Regions from separate parts of the Hordeum vulgare genome. Here region 1 is linked to region 2. Evidence: chromatin contacts called from public Hi-C data. All regions are on one chromosome and are shown on one strand. Each heading gives the region's core, a stretch centred on a gene start, on an enhancer-like site or on the middle of the called end of the contact. The rest is flanking DNA. Distances are from core to core; before and after follow the strand shown.

The links. Hi-C and Micro-C count contacts between places; a contact is called where the count stands out from the background.
Region 1: a Hi-C map of leaf shows a contact between it and region 2, with 5 times the contacts expected there. The contact joins the promoter of LOC123412799 here to the promoter of LOC123412021 in region 2. A contact is called at or near these places in 2 of 6 Hi-C or Micro-C datasets (both in leaf).

What each region holds. Positions count from the first base shown.
Region 1 is chr7H:85,013,711-85,016,924 of MorexV3_pseudomolecules_assembly, reverse strand. LOC123412799 (B3 domain-containing protein Os06g0194400) reads right to left here and starts at 1,282. Exons shown (of 7, transcript XM_045105743.1): 1 at 1,064-1,282; 2 at 868-978; 3 at 745-779; 4 at 489-660; 5 at 182-388. The coding sequence starts at 1,195.
Region 2 is chr7H:84,757,494-84,760,634 of MorexV3_pseudomolecules_assembly, reverse strand. It overlaps LOC123412021 (RNA-binding protein 24-like), which reads left to right and starts at 1,859. Exons shown (of 6, transcript XM_045104974.1): 1 at 1,859-2,396; 2 at 2,527-2,650. The coding sequence starts at 2,196.

The DNA of each region.
Region 1 (3,214 bases), core at 33-2,532, 260 kb before region 2:
AGGTGTACAAATATTGTGGAAGATTCATGATAATGGCAACAGCAAACCACCAAACATGAAAGCTTCAAAAAATTCTGGAATTGTAAGATGCAGCTGGAACGGAATTCTGCAGAAATTGTATGAAATGCACATCCATTCTCACCAGACACAGCGTTCCATAGGTAGATATTCGGAATCTCACCTTGAACTTTGTCCGGTCGATCAGCTCGAAAACCAGACAATCACCATCAACCAGGTCGTGCTGGATGGCGAACCCTCTCCATCCGGCACTGAGGCCGTTCTTAGGCGCAAGGTAGAGCGTTTCGGACTCGACACCCTGCTCATCCTCCAAAATGAGTCTCTCGTCACGCTTCGGGAGATGCTTCCGGCAGAAGGGCATCGGGAGGCTCTGCCAGCAATCCAAATGAACAACCCCACACAATTACCAACACGTCGTCGGTTAAGATCAGCGAGTGAACTGAACGAAATGGCGGGAGCCTTTCGCTTACCAGCCAGAACCCTCCGGTGACATGTGACTGCGTCATGGGCCTGACAAAACTGGCGGATTCTAGCTTGGCCTGCAGCTCTTTGGCCTTGGCAATGGCATATTCTCTGGCCACGTCTGTAGCGTACACTCGATTAATCAAATCACTCCTTGTGCTGGTCGTCTTCCTGCTCCCCCTGCTCGAAGCAAATCAAGAAATGGGGATTACTGAATATGCATTGGGTTTATCGCGGGAGAGGGAGAATTGGGCGAGACATTACCTCCTGATCTTCTTCTCGAGGACATGAAAGACATCCTGCACAGATCACATGAAAGATGCATCCTTCAGTTAGCAGTCGAATGAAGGCAAAGAAAAAAGAAGGAAACAAGCTCCGCGGCCTCACCTCGAATCGGTACTTGGGCTGCTCGGGGAGGCTGGCGACGCGGCCGGACCGCCGGACCGGGGCGTCCTCGCCGTCCTCACGCGGCACCCGCTTCCGCTTCACCGACTTGGCCTGCGACACCGACCCAGTACCAGGCGAGTCAACAAAGAAACGGCCGAGGATACGACTCGAAGCGGAGGGGGGCGGCGGATCTGACCGGCGAGGGCTTGGGGGTGGCGGCCTCCCTGACGGCGGCGGAGAGGTGGTGCAGCTTGAGCTCCTCCAGCTTCCGCTTGTTCTCCTCCACCTGCCTCCGCCGCTGCTCCTCGTACGCGATCGCTCCGGCCATCTCCTCCCTCCCCTCGATTCTCTCTCTCTCGCTCTCTCTCGTGGTTTGAACTGCTGGGGGAGGCGGAGGAAACAGAGAATGGATGGGATTGGGAGGGGAAAGCTGCGGCGGCCTATAAATTAGACTTGTGGCTTGTGGGTGCCAGCGGAAGATTGTGCGAGGACCTGGTGTATGGACCGCGGGCGTCTGGACCGTTCGACGAGGGATCTGGTCTCTGGTGTGTTCGTTGGGTGTGGACGGGCGCATGGGCTGGGTCCTGGGATGGTGGGCGTCCCAGGCGAAGAGCCGCGGGATTCGAAAGTTCAAACGTTCGAAATCTCTCGCCCTTTCTGAGGGCCAGCTGTGGGGGTACCCCCGTGAATTTCCGCGGGGCCCACAAGGCAGTGACGAACATGGTGGGTGGTAACGGCCAGTTCTTACTAGGCATGTTGTGAAAATAACCTTCTATAAAAATATAAGCTGTGAATAAGCTTCGACGAAAATAAACTTCAAATAATAAGCTAGTCAGCGTTTTTCAATGTCTGTTTTCTCAACTTGTGTGTGATATGGTATGTGAAAAGTCTATAACGCCCTTTGACTATATCATTGATCCGATTAAATTGTGTGTGATCATTTTGTTGTTCATATGAATATAAATTTGACTTCCAAACACCACAATATGTTATAATCGAAGTTACACAATCTGCCCAAAGCACCACATAGCAAAATTTAGACTAACAAATATCAGCAGCGGTCATTGTCTCGCGTATAAACGAAATGCTCACTATTTGCTGTTAAATACTATGTTCACGAACGAAATGCTCATTGTGTACAACTATCAAATATGTTCAGTTGCAGTTATCATCTCAAATATGCTCACTGTCTCACATAGCACACAAAAGAATAATAGAATTCTCACATAGCACACACAATCACACACTATCAAAACTGTTTAATCTCAACAAAAAAATGCAGCCTGTCATCGATGATCAGTCTCAATCAATACAGTGCACGAGCTTGACCAGGGTTAGCTCGACCTTGGAGGCGGCATCCTGGATGAGGAGAGCGAATTGGGAGGCGGCGAACTAGGACAAGATGACCGGGGGCGTCGGAGGGAAGGGCGGGGAGCGGTGACGTCAGATTGAAGGGCCTTGAGCAGCGATGCCGGAGGGAAGGGCGAGGAGCGGCGACGCAGGACGAGTGGAGCACCATGATGGATGGCGGCTAGCTAAGACCGTCCATGGCGGGGGTGAGAGCGACCAAGGGAAGTGAAGGGAGCGGCGGCCCTGGAGCGAAAGGCCTGGGAGCGGCGACGTCGCTAGGCGATGGCGAAACCTAGGCGCGAGGTCTAGTGCGAGAGCGAGGGGGATCGAGGCGCGGCCAGGTCATGGAGTTTTTTTCTTCCTTTGTGTGTGGGGGGCTAGGAGGGGCATTTTCTCTGTAATATCAGCGAGGAACGGTGCCCTTTTGCTATACCCCTTCGATTTTAAGTCATAAGCTGATGTAAGCTACTCTCCCCAGCTTTGTTCCCATTGTGAAGAAAAGAGGGTTGCAAATAAGGTGAGCTAGCTTCTCCAAAACGAGTTATTTTTGGCTTCTAGCTTATTTCTGCAATAAGCTTCTAGAAACTCCAAAAGAAATGGCCCTACGTCATGCGCGTTGATGATTTTATCACGCTCGTTTGGTTGTCGCACCGATTTTGGGGTGGTTGCATCGAAAAACGAGACAGACTCAACGGGGTCTGTTTGAGGAAATACAGGGTAAAATGCAACATTTGCGTGTTGTTAGGTCCCTGCATATGAGGTCTTGTCATCGAAAAACAATTTTCACCTCGTGTTTGGTTGCATGCCTGCATGAGTGATTAGAAGATAACTACTCTAAGAGCATCTACAGCCGGACCCCTCATATGCTTGTGGACGCGCCCGGTCAGTGACCAAGTGACCGGATAGGAGAGGGAAGGAAAAAAGTGATCCAACCGGACCCTTCATATCGTCCCTATATGCCCGGGCTGTCCGCGAACCCTCATATCCGTCTCAAATA
Region 2 (3,141 bases), core at 610-3,109:
ATCCAAACCCCGAAGCTTCTCGCCAAATACTACTATACTTACAACTTTGTACAATAGGATATAGGATTATTCGTTGTTCGATGGCTCTCGCCGGCTAATGTTTACTGCCGATGGTAACTTGGACAGCAAGGGAATGTGCTGGATCCTACGTGAGTCCGCGTGTTGTCTACCGAAATTGACGTTTGGACTTTTGGCGTTTCTCATCTCCCCTGCTATGCAGCGGATCTGCCGGCATGTTTCCATGGCGTCTTCATCGTCTTGCTTGCACTGCCCTTGCTGCTGAAGTAATAGTTAGCCATGCTTAGAATCATTTTATGGCTAGTTAATAGCATTGACCAATTGGCAGTCATTTGCTCAGAAATTCCAAATGGAGACCGAGGTTCATGGAAAAATTAATTTGAAAAATTCAAAATTCAAAATTTTCAATTTTTAAAATTCTAAAAAAAAATGCACACATACCTAGAGACATAATGTACATGTGTGTAATTTTTTTAGTCAAAATACATTAAAATAAGTTCTAAAAAATATGGGGCCTTTTTAGCATATGCACTGTTCATGCTAAAAGTCCATGATTTTTTTAGAAAACCGAAAGTTTGGTTAAATGAAATTTCGATTCAGTCTTTAGTTTATACCATAAATAACGAAGATGCTAGTCAAAGAAATGGGACAAGATGTTGTAAACCTCAAGGAGTAATGTGGTAAACTTTTTTTTTTTAAGGAAACATTGAACATGGCAACACAGTCCTGACTATTGTGGAGGCTACTGTCAATATCCCTCTGCCAGGGTTTATGAGCCCCCCCCCCCCCCCCCTTATTTCAAATACAAATCCAATAATATGGTTTTTATAACATATGTTTTTTTAGCTAAATAGATGGTCAAATTTGACCCCCAAAAAAGAGGGGCCCTAATAAACCCGGACGGAGTGAGTAATAACTCAGTTGTTTATATTGCGCTTGACCAGTAGCTCAGTTTGACCGAGCATCAAAGTAGATATTTCTTCTAGCAGAATAGCATGATATGATCTAGGATCAAAGGTTACCGATGTTGTCACTTGACACCAATTCTTGTATAGGCGTTTCCTGTGGTCATGAGACGTGGGGAGCTTGTTTATGTAGCAATATATAGGAGTATTACATAGTGTGCATATATGTTGTTTGCAAAACTTATTGTTTTACCCAAATGGTGTACTAGGTACGTGCATCTCGCAATTGCAGGCCCACTGTTTAGTGAAATCAATGGGGCAACGAGATGCATTCCACGCGGTTCATGCACTCTTTTTCTATGTGCGGTGTAGCGATATTTGTATGGATCCATATGTTTTCTCTATGTGCGGTGTAGAGGTATTCGTATGGACCCCACCTTCCCGTCGCCTCTTCATCCATTTCCTACGACACGTGTTTCAAGTATTCTTTGTAATCCATCCTCTGGCAGTAGCGAAAACACGTCGAACTGAGGTGGAGCGTGGTGCTTCTTGCTCGCGGTTTTCTTTTGTCGTCACCCTAGCTAGCACGGGCAACCCTCTTTTCTACCAAATCATCACTTCCTTGCGGGGCTACGCCGAGGCACCCATTTGAAGCACGCGAGTTCATCACAAAGGAAATGCGCCTTTTTTTCGTCTTCTGAAGAGGAAACACTAGAGTAGTTCTCTTTCAATTAAAAGGAAAATACAAGATTTCTCCTTGAAATCAAATGAGATGTGGGTTTGAGGGACAAAAATAGAGAGGGCGCTCATAAGGGGAGGAAAAGGGAGGAAAAGGAACAGTATAAAAGGCTGCACATAGCTGTCACCCCACCCTAACCGTCTCTTCCAGCGCACAACCCCTTGCGCCTGCCTGTCTCTCCTCCCTCCCCACTGAACCTCCTCCCTCCCCCTCCCTCCCTCCCATCTCCACCGGCCACCCCAATTGCAACTGCCGACTGATCAGAATCCTTCTCCACCACCGCTTCTGATCATTAAGCCAGCACATCACAGCGAGCTCGGTTATATATGGCAGTGCGCCCCGCCACTGCCTAGGCAGCCACACAGAGCACAGCAAGAGCGCGCGCGCGCACTGAGGGCGGCGCGCCGGAATTAACCAGCCAGTTCAACCGTGCGCGCAACCTGGTTCACCGAGGGCTAGCAAGATCGCCCTCCACGGAGGCAAGCTTCCTTGTTGCGTCGACTCGGAGCAAGGCGGGCGGGCGGGGGGGCGTGATGGCGGCGGCGTCGTCGTCGACGGCGTCTGCGTACCGGTCGCGGTTCGGCGACACGACGCAGACCAAGGTGTTCGTGGGCGGGCTGGCGTGGGAGACGCCGTCGGAGGGGCTCCGGCAGCACTTCGAGCAGTACGGCGACATCCTGGAGGCCGTGGTCATCACGGACCGCCTCACCGGCCGCTCCAAGGGCTACGGATTCGTAAGCCGCGCGCTCTCTCCCCTCCCCTCCCCTCCTCCTCTTTCCCCGGCCTCGCCGCGCGCGCGCGGCATGCTGTAAGAATTCTTGCTCCCTCGCGCCTAACGAGATGGACCGACGCATGGCGCAACAGGTGACGTTCCGGGAGGCGGAGGCGGCGCGCCGGGCGGTGGAGGACCCGAACCCGACGATCACCGGGCGGCGCGCCAACTGCAACATTGCCTCGTTGGGCCCGCCACGGCCCGCCCAGCCTCGAGGTGAGTGATCCGTCCATCCCTCCATCGGCCATCACAAGGGGAAAAAAAAGGAAAACTTAACCTTAAACAAGAACAAAATTTGTCTCCTTCCTTATTACCGCCCCCAAATCCCCCCTCCCACGAACACAACACATAGACAGATGCACATTTCGTTTCCGAAGACAAAGCAGAGCCGCGGGAACCCCTTTTCGTCCGCCGGTGCGCGCCAAATGGAAGCCATCCGGAGGAGGCCGCGGCGGATCTCGTTCACATCCGGCCGGGGTGGTGCCGTCCGTCTGGCATGCCATGCCATGCCAGCGCACGGGAGCCAGGCAGCAGCTAGTGTGGGTGTGGCGGGCACGCACGGCGCGAGGGTCGTATGGCCGGGCTTGACCAGGCTGGCCTGTCAGTTCGTCCCGGTGCCGCTGCCGCCTCGGTGCGTCCTCCTGTGCCTGCCTGCCTGCCTGCCCCACCCCACCACCACGTCCACGCGTGCCTATATATGCGCACAC